Linked DNA regions of Mus musculus: region 1 is linked to region 2. A link is a contact called in public HiCAR-type data. All regions are on one chromosome and are shown on one strand. Each heading gives the region's core, a stretch centred on a gene start, on an enhancer-like site or on the middle of the called end of the contact. The rest is flanking DNA. Distances are from core to core; before and after follow the strand shown.

Evidence for each region. HiCAR-type assays count read pairs that join an accessible place to other places.
Region 1: a HiCAR-type map of astrocytes shows a contact between it and region 2, with 4 times the contacts expected there. The contact joins the promoter of Opn3 here to the enhancer-like site in region 2. A contact is called at or near these places in 14 of 39 promoter capture datasets (the 3T3-L1 cell line, 3T3-L1-derived adipocytes, the HPC-7 cell line and 8 more), 2 of 484 Hi-C or Micro-C datasets (embryonic stem cells and liver), 11 of 115 datasets of contacts at active chromatin or transcription factors (astrocytes, differentiating embryonic stem cells, embryonic forebrain and 6 more) and 1 of 9 other capture datasets (embryonic stem cells).

What each region holds. Positions count from the first base shown.
Region 1 is chr1:175,690,721-175,698,103 of GRCm38.p6, forward strand. It overlaps Opn3 (opsin 3), which reads right to left and starts at 1,912. Exons shown (of 4, transcript NM_010098.3): 1 at 1,450-1,912. The coding sequence starts at 1,816. It overlaps Gm39707 (a long non-coding RNA gene), which reads left to right and starts at 2,326. Exons shown (of 3, transcript XR_865748.2): 1 at 2,326-2,371; 2 at 5,261-5,311; 3 at 5,665-5,938.
Region 2 is chr1:175,037,285-175,044,686 of GRCm38.p6, forward strand. No RefSeq gene overlaps it. Among named protein-coding and RNA genes, the nearest start is that of Grem2, 120 kb to the left of the region's middle. Within about 2 kb of position 2,482, at least 23 of the 459 cell types and tissues checked have an H3K27ac peak or open chromatin away from gene starts, as enhancers often do. A contact at or near this core is called in astrocytes, differentiating embryonic stem cells, embryonic stem cells and 2 more, where this site is marked.

The DNA.
Region 1 (7,383 bases), core at 662-3,161, 650 kb after region 2:
GCCAGGGAGAGCCAGGGTGGGTGCTGCAGACATAAGAAAACTCAACCCATTCCTTTTTATTCGGTTTCAGATGGAGACACTGAACACCACAGCACAGAAAAGTACTTCACAGAAAGAAAGGACTTTAATGTCTTCAAACAAACACCTGTCGCTACCCCCAGGGCTTTTCTGCAAGCTGTCCTGACACATCACCTTTTTTAAAGATCAATCCGCCTAAATGCCCCCCCACCCCGAAAAACATTTTTAAGGTAACAGAGAGAATAATCATATAGTCAACCCATATTACTACTCGCATCCTCTTACAGACCTTCCTCTAGGTTCAATATTGTTATGTAAAGAAATCCTTAGATCAATGTTTATTAGGGGAAAGCATCAGAATTGTCAATCAGTGAAAAACCATCATGACTCCTAAATTTTGTTTTAAAACTTTAAAAAGGAAATGATGACAAACACCGTGAGATTTGGGTTTGCCACATGTAAGTTGGCAAATAACAATTGTCAAGGATATTACAGAGACGTTTTTCTCTAAGATCTGGCAAGATCAAGTCAATAGTAAATTATCAATGTGTTTTTAAGGTTTGTGAAAGGGACTTTAAGCCTTAAGAAATATCCATTTCTATTTTAAATCGTTATACAAACAAAATCCCTAGGGGACACACACACACACACGTTTTTCCCAGGCTTAGAATACTGGATCAGTCAACCTTCAACCTGTCAATTCTCAATATAAATCTTCAAGAAAGCAACAAGTTCTACTTCAATTAAATGTACTGGCTGCCCTGCTAATTATGAGTTGGACTCCTTTGCGCCATTTGTAACCTCTGGTGTGACAGAACCTATGTACAGGAAATTAAAAAAAAAAAAAAGTCTCATCCCCTAGGAAGCATTCAACTGTTTATAATTGCTAACGAGTGAAAGGGGGTAAAATACTGCGTTATTTAGGATTCTACATGTCATTCTGAGGAACAAATACTAAATTTGTGAATTAAATCTCTCCTTGTTCTCGCCTCCACTGTTCAGGAGTTGACTTTTTTCTTGCATCTCTTGACTCTACAGGGCCTCATTTCTTTCTCCCTCTGTAAAGTCCACTGTGAGCTGCCCTGTTGAGAGCTACAGTAGGAAGTAAAAATAGATGAGGGGAAATAAGATGGCCAGCGGCAGGGAGACTTTGGAAAGTGCTACAGAGGCAGGAGGGGCTGGGGTTGGTGACTGGCTGGGAAGAAGGGTGTGTAAATCCAGGCAAGGAGGGAAACAGAGTTGGGGATGAAGACCAGATGAAAGGGAGAAGGGAGGCGAGGGTTGGGTATCTAAGGGAGGTTCTCGAGGAGAGAGAGGGAGTTGTGGGTGATGACTGGCTATCAGGGACGATCCCGGGGAGGACGGAGGCCCAGAGCTGATGTACCCGGGGGAAAGTTGAGAGGCAAGGAGAACGCGTCCCGGGCGACTCACCAAAGAGGCTGCCGCTAAACCCGTCCCACGCGCAGCCCACGGCGTCCCACACCCAGCCGTTCCGCAGGCACGACGCGAAGGTGAAGGTGACTCCGAACAGGGATACCAGCAGGTCGCCCAGGCTCAGGTTGACCAGGAAGAGGTGGGTGGGCGTGCGCAGTCTCGGGAACTTGGAGTAGAGAAGCAGCACCAGCAGGTTGCCGCCGACGCCCAGCAGCGCGAGGCAGCCGAGTAGCAGCGCCAGGCGCTCGTACGCGGTGGGGCTGAAGAGAGGCGCGGGGCTCCGCGTGCCCGCCGGTGCTGCGCCCTCGGCGCCCGCCCCGTCCTCCCAGTAGCCCTGGTCGCCACTACGGTTCCCCGAGTACATGGCCCGACGCCGGCGCGCCGTGAGAGAGAGGGCTCGGTGAGCCGGGCGGCCCGAACAGGGTGGATCTCACGCTCTGCGGGCCGCTCAGGCCATTGTGCCCGGGAGCCGCGCCAGGCCCGCCCAACCCGCGCGCACCCGAGGCCCCGCCCTTCGGTGCTAGGACCCCGCCCCACCGCATGAAACTCCGCCCTCCTAGCGTTCTTGCTATCCCACCCTCCCGCGTGGGTCCCGAGCCCCACTAGCTAGCACTTGCAGTCCCTCCCACGGGACCTCCCTGGAGGCCACGCCCTTCTACCTTGCGGCCTCATCCATACGGCAGCCGTTTTGGCCCCGCCCTCCTAAGACTCTTCCGCAGTCTGGCCTGCGGCTCCTCCCTCCCGGAATCTCCTGTTACCCCGCCCTCTGACTCACACCCTTGGCCCCGCCCTCCGGCATACAGCTCCGCCTTCTTAGAACCTCTGACCGCGCCTCTGAGCTGTGGCCCCGCCCTACTGCTTTAGCGGCCCGCCCCTTTTCCCCCCTCCCACCTCCCGGGCGCGTTCCCGCCCAGCAGAGGTGAGTTTCAGAGACCAGTGAGCTCTTGCTCTGCTTCCTTCACCCTTAAGCCGAGGTGGAAACCTGAACAGACTGTACAGAAAAAAAGAGAAAGTAAACTCCCTTACGGAGGTAAATTAGCCACAGCGGATCCTCACAGCCCTCAACGGACTCTAAAGCATCTCGTCCATTCACCCGTTAAGTCACTCACCCTAGCATACACTCATTCATAAATATTTATGAACGCCTGCGCTTAACTCAGTTAAGCATGCTGAATGAAATACTCTCTTTCCTGGGAAGCTATAATAACACCCACCCCCACCTCATACACCCAATAGAAAGAAAACAAAACACTGAAATGCCCGAAGTAGAGCGCCAGCGAAATGATCTCATAAACAGGGAACCTGACGTTAAAAACAAACAAACAAACGCAGCAGGCTGAGTCTCAACTACCTTAGAGCTGGAAGATATGTCCCAGCGTTTATGACAGTGTTCTGAGCTGCCACTCTCAGAGCCCCAGAATAAGGAAGGAAATAGCATCAGAGTGACACCCAAGTCACCCTTCCACTGGATCCCAAGCCTTCTCAGTCTGCAGTAGGTACACCTGATACACAATCCAGTCCAAATGCTTCTCTGGAGGTGATCTCTTGAGCAGTGCCCCGCCCCCTAAGGCTTCAATCCAAATCTAGCAGGTATAGAGAGGATATATTTAGAACAGCACGCATTTTCCACTGGACCTTTCCCCAGCAGCAATGCAAATATAGAACAAGTCAAATATAGATTGTGAACGTCACTTCTTTAGGCCTGCTTTCTCTGTCTCCACTGCAGTCCCCAACGACTACCCACGAGAGGAAAATGTCCCGAGCTGCATGCACCTGAAGATGTCATAGGCACTAATGACTGGTTTGTGGAAACTAAATTGGTGTGCACCAGTGTCCACCCCTCCTCCCACTTGTGTTAGACTCAGTGCATCTCAAAAGTCTTCAATAGTCAGCTAAGTGACGAGATAGCTTGATACCCTGCTGCACTGAGCACTTGACTAAGAGGTTGTGTGTGCCAGCTTCAAAATCTTGATCTTATTTTTAAGACTTCTAACCTGAATTCAGCATCTACAAGGCCTTTGACCTCACCTGCCCTGAAAAAAAAATGTTTTTAATTTTGTGGTTTAGATTTATAGGACCATTTAATAAGTTCTTTGTGCCTCTGACGTCTCACTATAGTAGTCTTCCTACAGTAGGATTGCAACGTTAGTGGAAGGAAGAAAGGAAAGAGTCCTGATTTTTTTTTCCTAAAATATTCATTCTTTGGCACACAGTCTTCTTCTCCTAAAGCTTTCTAGAGGTGTTGAGAGAAGACAATGCTGACCAAATTGGTTCATACATGAGATGCCAGATGCTAAGTGCCATAAACAATTATAAGGCAGAGAAAATAGAGGTGTATATGCTAGCAGAATACTCCCTTCCAGGCAGCTAGGACTAGGATCTTAAAGCCTAGACCCACAGGGACACACCTACTCCAACAAGGCCGCACCTCCACTCCCTGGCTCAAGCATATACAAACCATCATAAGAGGAAAGAGAAAATAAATGTGCTGTTACTTAGACAGCTCTGCATTGAACTCTAAACAAGACCTATGTGCCAAGGGAGGACTCTATTTGCCCCTTTGGAGGGAAACGAGGGCACCAGTATAGCAGAATAATAGGAGATGAAGATAGAGAGGTAAGTAGGTGAGCAGCTGTGCTTTGGCCTCTACTGTATCAACATAATAAGGTTGATACAATAGACCTATAAGGTCCAGAACATTGCCTGCGCAAGAGGTGTGAGTGCAATGAATAAAAACAGTAAGAGCCTCTGGGGGAAATGGTTAACATTTTGATAATTGACAATAGTTATTATAATAATCCTGTGAACTGTTAAGGTCTTTTAGTAGAGTTGATACACATAAGCAAGATACTGCATATATGATTTTGTTAATAAAAATGTTTCTTGTACATTTCAAAATTAGGTCTTTATGGGAGTTATGGTTTAAGTGGAAAATTCCCTATGGGTTTGTGTGCTTGAATACTTGGCCCCTGTCTGGTGGCACTGTTATGGGAGCTTATGGAATCTTTGGCATGGAATCATTCCCCCAATAGATCATCTCCAAAGTGACCCAGACAAGCCAAGCAGTGCCTGGTCCTTCAGGCCTGTGTACTGCTAAGAATGCAAGCCCTGGCCACAGGCATCATCAGGTGCTAACATACATTCTTTCCAGGAGAGTTTTTCCTTGGCTTATTCCTGGAGCTGGGTCTGATCATGGTGAACCAGATGTAAAGCAACCTGCTACCCTGCCTTGGTTAGTCGTTGGTTTTGTTTGTTTGTCTGTTTGTCTGTCGGTTGGTTTTGTTGTGTTGTTTTCCCAACCTGACACAAGCTAGAGTTTGTGGGGAAAGCAAAGAACCTCAGTTGAGAAGATGCTCGCACTAGACTGGCCTGCAGGAAAGCCCGTGGAGCATATTTTTGATTAATGGAGGTATATGAGCATCCAGTCCTGGGTTGTATAAGGCAGCAGCCTAAGAAAAACACAACTAGCAAGCCAATAAGCAGTATTCTTCAACGGATTCTACTTCAGTTCCTGCCCTGAGTTCCTGCCCTGGCTTCCTTCAATGATGGACTATGATGTGAAGGTGTAAGATAAACTAAACCCTTTCTTTCCCAAGTTGCTGTTGGTCATGTTTTGGGTTTTTTTTTGGGGGGGGGGGTTCCCTCAACATCCTTCCACCATGTATGGATGAGTAGAAAATGCCCACAGGAGGAATGGACATTTAGCAGCTACTGACGGCTAGAGCTTTGATGATTCCCAATCATCAGAACGATGAGAAAGGAAACACTGATGTTTGTAAATTACTCAGTGGGACGTATTTTATTGCAGCAACAGGAATGGACCAAGACCAATGCAACAGAAGATATAACATCTAATATAGTAAGCGATAACTTCACTTTAACACGTTTATTTTTTTAAAGTTTGTGTGTGTTTGTGTGTGTGCGCTTGCCCACACTCATGTTTGCAAGAGTGCAGGTCCCTGTGGAAGACAGGAGGGGGCTGCTGATGCTGGTTTTTAAGCTACTTCATTGGTTTCTTATACCTCTCCCTCCCTGGCAACCCTTACTCCTTCCAACACCCCAACACTAGGTAGGAGAGAAAGAAGGATAAAGGGGGAAGGAAGCAATGTCTCTTTAGAGCACTTCCTGCTGATTAGGGGCACTGAACTCCTTGGGGGCAAGTCCAATCTTAATAGTCAGGATATCTCTAACTTCTGATCTCTTTTCTCACAGGAACTAGCAGGAGGACTTGTCATGTCCTCTCCTTTAGAGTGCTCGGACACCCCTCTCCTCCCAGGGCTCTGGCATTTATACCCTCTCCAGAGTCCTCAGGATTAAACTCTCCAAAGCTGGCAGAATCACAATCTTGCCAGAGCATACACGAGGCAAATAGTCAGCGGCTGTGGATAATCTGCGGCAGCCCCTACATCCCACACCTGGGGTTGAAACAATGAACAGAACTGGATTTGTAAAGGAAACCAAAACTCTCACTACAGAGGGCCTTGGAGTTCCCTAGAACTGGAATTGCAAACAGTTGGGAGCTGCCTGATGCTGAGTGCGGGTCCTCCAAGCGTACACCTACTTTTAAGTACTGTCTTCCCACTCTCACCAATAATCTCACCAATAATCCTGAAAGCATTCCAATTTCTAACTATTTTGTAAAACTTGTTACTTTTTAGTTTGATTGTGCAAAGCCTAAAGACAGTCCACATACCTGTGTGCGGCTGGTTCTCGTGTGTATCAAGCACGTGCTGACGTCAGGACTCTACGCCAATGCTTTGCTGGAACACCTTTTAACCATTTAGCCTCATGACTTGTTACCTCCCCTGCAGGATTCTGCCAAATATCTTTTTGTTAAGTAATTGTTTATTACACACACACACACACACACACACACCCCACTCCAGTGCACACACCTTTACTCAGTCTTCAGAGCATTTACCACCTTCTGGAATACCATGCACGTGCCTGTTTTCACCATTAGATTGTAAGCTCAACACACCATTCGCTCACTATTCTATCACTACTACCTAAGTACCTGCTAGCATAAGTAGGTGTCTGATAAGTATGCGCTGAATGGATGGATGAGGAAATAGAAGAATTCATGGATGAGGATTGTAGGAAAGATAGTTCCTAGGATGTTGCCAAATAGTATTTGGATGGGAGAAAAGGAATAAAGAATAAATAGTGTGAGGAGATTCTCTAAGTAAGATGTTTATAGGAATTTACTCCCCTAATAGCTCATAGTGAGAGGATGAACACCTGGTACTCAAAACAGGAGTGCCCCCTAATGCCACTCGCTTCAATTCTGAACTCAGGATTGCACAAGATGGTTTAAAAGATGCACTACCAAGGAATAGGGACTCTATCTGTCTCACATTTCCATGAGTTGACTGTTGATGAACATGTTGATGAATAGACTTTTATAAAACACTGGGGAGGGCTGGGGGCTGGAGACATATCTCCATTGATAAAGTATTTGTTGCACAAACATAAGGCCATGAATCGAGATTCCCCAGCACGCACGTTAGAAGATAGGCACAGTGGGCTAGGCAACTGGAATACTGGTGCTCAGGATGCAGAGGCAGATGGATGCTTAGGGCTTGTTGGCCACCTAATACAGTCAATACAGCTTCAGGTTCCGGAGAGATCCTACATCAAAGATGAAAGTACAGCGTGTGTAAGAAAATGGGCAGTATCATCCTCAGGCTTCCTTGTGCAAACGTATTCACAGCGGAGCATTTGTGTGCACATGTGCGGGCACACAAACACAGTTGGAGATTGGAGAACTTGAATCAGAGGTAAGCATTTGGACTCAGTGGAATCAGACGTTAATTTTAATGGAAAAAACAAGCAGAAAGGCCTCTTCTCCTTCAACTGGCTCCCCCCGAAAAATGTCCTCTCAAGGACACCTTCCTTATCCTTGGCTCCTTTTAGTATTTTAACTAAAGT
Region 2 (7,402 bases), core at 1,232-3,731:
AGGAATTATATACCACCAGGGGCTAGGAAAGCCCAGGCAGGGAAGGTCATTTGTTGAAGGCCTAGAGTACCGAAATGCCTCCTTAGAATGTGGTAGCATTTCAGGAATCTCAGGTACTAGAATAACGGGTTCTTTTTATTATTATTATTAGATATTTTCTTCATTTACATTTCAAATGCTATCCTGAAAGTCCCCTATACACTCCCCCGCCCTGCTCCCCAACCCACCCACTCCCGCTTCCTGGCCCTGACATTCCCCTGTACTGGGGCATATGATCTTCTCAAGACCAAGGGCCTCTCCTCCCATTGATGGCCGACTAGGCCATCTTCTGCTACATATGTAACTAGAAACAGTTCTGGGGGGTACTGGTTAGTTCATATCATTGATCTTCCTATAGAGTTGCCCCTTGTTTTAGCTCCTTGGGTACTTTCTCTAGCTCCTTATTATGAGAAAGGAAGTTGAACCTGTAATCTTAACCAAGGCCACATGACATTTTGCAGATAGAGGTGTGGGAAGTTTTGAACTCCCCAGACAAGGTCGGAGAAGGAGAAACCCTGCCGATGAAGGGAATCATCCATACAGTGCCCAGCCCCAGAAGGCTAACTGGTCAGTGCCCAGCCCCAGAAGGCTAACTATCTGGTCAATGACAGATTTGGTCTTACTTAGCAGAGTTTTCTCACAGTACTCTATCAATGAGTTACGTCCCCAATTTGCATTTAACTTTTTAAGAGTGAACTGTATTAGTTCTGAGGAAGCCAGTGGTGCTGCTGTTTTTGGACAAATTTGGCATCAACAACTCAATGATGCAACTGAGGAGAGACGCGGGATGGATAGGATCATACAGAGTTCAGGAAGGCTCTGATGTAAAGGTTTGCTTTTCCCAATACATGAGCATGAAAGGGGGTTAACTGGTAGACCCAGATCATGGAAAGCATCTCAGAGGAGATTTTGCAATTAATAATTAAATATTACTATGGTGCCTTTCTAAAAAGGGCAGCTAAATATATTGATGAACTAATACGTCTCAAAGTCATAATAGTATAATTTCATGAATATCTGTGGACCTAGAAAATTCTGATTGTGTGTGTGTGTGTGTGTGTGTGTGTGTGTGTGTGTACATGAATGGACATGTAAATTATACATCAGCTTCAGCTGTCATTCTTCAGGTGCTGACCACAATGTTTTTTGGAACAGGACTTCTCATCAAAATGGTGCACATCAAGAAAGCCAGGCTGATTAACCAGGGATCCTCAGGGAGCCTTCCATCTTCACCTCCCCAGCAGAAGCTCCTAAAGACCGAGATATCCTCTAGCTTCTTCTTATGTGTCAGATGGGAATTTGTGATTGTAGCTAAGGTGGCAGAAAAGTATTCTATTCTGTTGGATTGCTATGTGAGATAATATCAGGTTTTAAAAATCTAGTGCAACTCATTGGAGTGTCAATGACTTAAGTTTCATTGTTTTATAAATCTGCATTGGAAAACACAGGTGCTTGAAAAGACAGACGTATCACCTAGCTTGAAGGACCATCTGTTAGAAAGGAATGTATGTACATGTCTATCCTAGCAGTAATATGGCATTGTCTTGTTATCTCTCAATTTTTTCAGAACTAATATTCCCCCCTCAGGAAATTGTTAAGTATAGACTATATTTTTCTATTACTATCTATCTCTTCATTTATGTGTCATTTTACTGCAATTTAGTGACCTTCTATCTTTTTGAATGCTTGCAAGTTTTTCTAATATGTTCCTCCAAGTGAAATTAGTTTAACTTTTATCTAGGATCGAATACTATGTATGGGGCTGCAGGGAGGGCTAAGTGATTAATAGCACGCACTGCTCTTGTAGAGAACCTGAGTTTGTTTCTTAGGACCCATGACTGGCAGCCCACAAACTGCTATAACTTCAGTTCTAGGGGTTCCAATGCATATAGTCTTCTGTCACACACACACACACACACACACACACACACACACACACACACACACACTGAAACTGAGTAGCCCCAAAAAGATTTATAAAAAGAATACAATTAATGCCAATCAGATTAACTGTTCAAATCTGTTTCTGAGGGGAAAAAACTTTGGTAATATTTGGTTTTCACCAGGCTGCTTTGCATACTTTGAAAAGAAAATTCAATTTTCTGGAAGTTTTTCTCCCACTTCATTGAAACCACTATTTTTCAGGGAAATATAATTACAGAAAGATGATGTTTTCTCATTCTGGACAAATTCGTGTCATGTCAATCACACATATTCTCCTTTGAGATCATTTTACCCCTATTTTTAGCACACTTGAATAAAAAGAATGCCAGCTTTTCTTAAGAGCAAAGACAACAATCAAAGACTGGAGCCGCTTGCTTCAGCTGGGTTTCTGATCTCCCTGCTTTCTGCTCCCCTCTGTCACTGCTCTCCAGTGGCCCTGGCAGTCTGGCTGGACGTGCCCTGTCTTTTGTTCCTTCTCCCCCAGCAAGTCGGCTCAGCCCCCAGCGACCAGTACAAAGGAGCACACTGGGGTTCTTTTCTTCCCTGCAAGAACCAGGCAACTGTTATTCATATGACCGGTTGCAACAGCAGCCATCTTTGCCTTGTGCTTAAAATGTGCTGGTTCTTCATGAGGTCTAACAGGCAAAGCTCCGCCTTCTCAAGGGCAAGGGGTGGAGCAAGGGCAAGGGGTGGAGCAAGGGCAAGGGGTGGAGCAAGGGCAAGGGGTGGAGCAAGGGCAAGGGGTGGAGCAAGGGCAAGGAGTGGAACACGTGCATTAAACTTACAGATGAAGATACTTGTGCTTGGACCCATTTTCTGTAATCGAGTGGGAATTCTCTAAAAGCAAGGTTGATTTTTTTCCCACCCAGAACTTTATGCTCCAACCATGTTTAGTGCTGGTCCACCTCCTGGCTCTGCAGTCATCCCTGTGTATGCGAGGGCACTAGACCAGGAAGCTCTACTCTGTAGGCAATACGTTTAGACAGTGTTGCTGGCCTGCCACCAGCCTACCTTTCCTTATTCATAACTTCCACGTCCACCACTCTAACCCTAAGCAGACCCTTTCAGCTTTCTTCCTTACTCACTATCCTGAGAGCAGATGGTCCCCCACACCCACTATCCAGGTCTTGCCTGGAGCAACACTGGACAATAAACAAGACATAAACCCTGAACGGGAGCTCTTTTCTTGGCATTTCATTCAAGGGTGGTAGCTGACTTTCAACAGCCAATATTGACTGGCACGGTAGGAACAGCACAGTTTAACCGGTGTCTGGTGCCCTCTGTTCCTTCCTTCACCTCAAAGCCACACATAAGCTTGTCCTCTCAGGCACTCACTATGGCACAGCACTTTGGCTCAGGCAAGGAGTCTTGGAGAAGGCTCTATAGATTTCTAGTGTAGACAGACAGACAGACAGACAGACAAAACAATAAAAACTCAGACTCATATCAAAAGAAGAAACTATAATTTACTCTGGAGCCAAATACAAGTTATCAAATTCTCATAAACAAAATAAGAAAATAACAAATGATTGCTCTGTGATTTTTTTTAACTTTCAATTAGGCCAAAATAGTTCATTGTATCACACACACACACACACACCAATGATTACTGAAAAAAGAGGCCATGAATTTGGAAGAAAGTAAGTGAGGAGTACATGAGAGTTTTGTAGGAAAAAAAGGGAAGGGAGAAATGGAATCTTAAAAGTACATAACTTTTTGCCGGGCGTGGTGGCGCACGCCTTTAATCCCAGCACTCAGGAGGCAGAGGCAGGTGGATTTCTGAGATCGAGGCCAGCCTGGTCTACAGAGTGAGTTCCAGGACAGCCAGGGCTATACAGAGAAACCCTGTCTCAAAAAACCAAAAAAAAAAAAAAAAAAAAAAAAAAAAAAAAAAAACTTTTTAAAATATAGGGTATTCACTTATTCCTTTCCCCTTTTGTTGGTAAATATCTGACAACTCCAAAAGACACTCACTTTCCATTTCATCTGTGAAATTGTTGCTTACAATTCAGGGCCACTGGGCAGGCAGGTCTGATGTACTCTGACACCCAGTGGAGGACTTAGAGGTGGGGTCACATGGCACAGGTAGCTAACAGGCACTGCCCCAAGCTCTTTCTCTTTGCATTTTATCTCCAACCCTTTTTCTTGTCTTGAGACTCTAGTTCCCGGCAAAGATAAATCACTGGATTAGAGAAGGATACCACACCCACCAAGGTGACTTTCATACTCTCCATTCTGCACTGTTTACAGAAACATTGACCATTGACCTCGACAGTTATAGATCCACCCAATTTCCACACAGCACTTCAAGCTAAGATGGATTTGGCTCCATCAGCTGCCTTAGAAATATCAGCTGGCCACTAGATGTCGGGCTTGTCAAATGATTAGAAGGGATTACACTCTCCCTAGGACTGGGAAACTCTTTTTTTTTTTTTTTTTTTTTTTTTTTTTTTTTTTTTCTGCTCTCCTTTTTCAGTGAGTTTGACAACTGTCCACAGGGATTACACTAACCTGGGTTTAGACTATGCCACAAGGCGACCAATTTTATCTGAGGCCTGAGTTTGTGACTCACATTCCTGTATTTTGTCTTGTTTAAAACATCAAAGACAAGTTTGCTCACTTTGTACCCAAGAAACAGATTGTTGATACACTTTTTCATGAATCCATGCTATATTCCTAAATTAAGGCCAGCTATAATACCCAAGGGAGTCAGGCAGGGACAAGAAAGACCAAGTGTTATTAGACGCGTTCTCACGACCGGCCAGGAAAGACGCAACAAACCAGAATCTTCTGCGGCAAAGCTTTATTGCTTACATCTTCAGGAGCCAGAGTGCAAGAAGCAAGAGAGAGAGAAAACGAAACCCCGTCCCTATTAAGGAGAATTATCCTTCGCCTCGGACGTGTCACTCCCTGATTGGCTGCAGCCCATCGGCCGAGTTGACGTCACGGGGAAGGCAGAGTACAAGTAGTCACAAAATACCCTTGGCACATGCGCAGATTATTTGTTTACCACTTAGAACACAGCTGTCAGCGCCATCTTGTAACGGCGAATGTGGGCGCGGCTCCCAACATCTCCCCCTTTCCTTTTAATAAGAGCAAATAGGCCACCCATATTAATGAGAGTGGAGATAGAGGTCAAATCCCCAGTGTGTAGGTAAAGGAGCCATGTACAGGATTAGCTCTTAGGCTCACAGGCTTTTACCCAGAGCAACCCTGACCTGCTCCCGTGTCGTTTTGCCTGGGGGAAGGGAACTAGGACACTGAACCTTCATGAAAGATGACATGTCTCCCTAGAATAGGCTCATATATGCCGCAGAGCCTTTCCATTGCAGTGCTTAGCCTTGCAACTCTCTCGGGCTGCTGAAGCACACTCACTCTATCCCGTGCAATGAGTCTAGCCTCGTGAGATATAAGAGCTGAGTGGCCAGCGACCTATTGCCTAAGCATAGATAACCATATATCAGGGGGAGCTCCATGTTCTAGTCCTGCAAGCGCCTGGGCAATAACCACCTTGTCTCTCCTAGTTTAGGCCTTAAGCTTACAGACCAATCAAAGAAGCAACACTAATCCACAGCAAAGTGTATCTCCAAATAATATCAATCCCACCCATTCTTTAAAGAAGGGAAATGCTGAGGAGATCCAATTGGGTAATCCTTTGGTCAGCGACAGGTCCAAGCGCGTGGAGTTGACCTGAAGTCTCAATTCCCGAAGGATCTGTTCAAATTCAGCCATCCAATTCTGTAACATATACTGAAAAAGACTTTTTGACAAATTAGCTGCCCTAGTAAATTTAACATACTGAATGGAAGTAACACACAATCTCGGAAACTTTTGTTTACACCCCAGCTGAGCTATTTGCCATAATACATCTAGTTGTTTCTGGACAAGATCTATGAGTTGATTAACCAGCATGAGACCTCTCTGTATCTTGACATTAGCTGAGGCCTGTTCATCTATGACTGTAGTCACTGAGGCTGACAAAGTGTTAATGGTGTCAGTTGTCTGGACCTGTCCAGACAGAGCCAAGGCTGTCTGAATTAAGGCCAAACCCAGTTCCTAGTTAGTGGTAAAAAAGCAGGAGAATACTTGAGCATTATACATCACCGTCATTGGGAGTGGAAATGTCGACATTATCCCCCAACGCTGCTCTCTCTTTATTATTGACGCCCTGGACATCACCAAGACGAGGGACATCAGTATTCCCTTGGTCAGTCTGGATTTTTCGGGTGAGTCTTTCTGGTATCCAAAATGGGTTGTCTTCATTCTGTGGGAAAACACAGATAGCTCCCCTGGATCTTATCAAAATAGGATCCGGGCCATACCATTTATTATCAAGGACATTTTTCCATTTAACCATCTCATTGGGCCTATCTGGCTCTGTACAATGACGTTCAGCCGCAGTATGGCCATGAGCATCAATATTTAAAAAATTGAGTGTAAAGAGTGCCAAAGACACAGACACTCTTGGTGCTCGGGGTACAGTCTCCTCAAAAGTTCCCCTCTTCTGTTTTATAAGATAGGCTTTGAGGGTGCGATGCGCACGCTCAACAATACCCTGTCCTTGAGGGTTGTATGGAAGTCCAGTCAGGTGGGTTACGTCCATCTGACGGCAGAACTGTTGGAATTTTTGAGACGTATAAGCTGGTCCATTATCAGTCTTAAGGAGTCTGGGTTTCCCCCAAGCACTCCATGCCTCAAGACAATGTTGAATCACATGTGAGGCTTTTTCTCCGGTTAACGGAGAAGCAAACATGATGCCAGAACATGTGTCAATGGACACATGGAGATATTGAAGTTTTCCAAAGGAAGAAACATGTGTAACATCCATTTGCCAGACCTGTAGAGGTCGAATACCGCGTGGGTTAATTCCCACATGAGGAACTGGCAAGAACTCACAGCAGCTTTGACATTGAGTAACAATGTCACGGGCTTCTTTTCTTGTCAAGGAGAAACGACTGCGTAATGTTTCAGCCGTCACATGAAAATTGTTATGAAAATTTCTTGCAGCCTCTACCGGGGATGATAGGGCAGCAGCCACCACTTTAGTGGCCTTATCTGCCAAATCATTTCCCAGAGCCATGGGGCCAGGTAGGCCTGAATGGGCTCTAACATGAGTAATATAAACAGGAGATCTTCTAGATAACAAAACTAATTGTATCTGTTGAAAAATATTGGCAACTCTACTGGAAGGCTTAATCACTCCAGCCACTTCTAAAAGATTTACTGCATTAACCACATAACAGGAATCTGACACAATATTAAGGGGTTCTAAAAAGGTTTTTAAAACTTCTAAGACCACTAAACATTCTACCACTTGAGGTGAATTTTCATTATATTGTTTGGATACCACTTTACCATTAGCCACATAGGCACCTATGCCAGTTTTTGATCCATCAGTATAAAGGAGCAAAATTAAAGA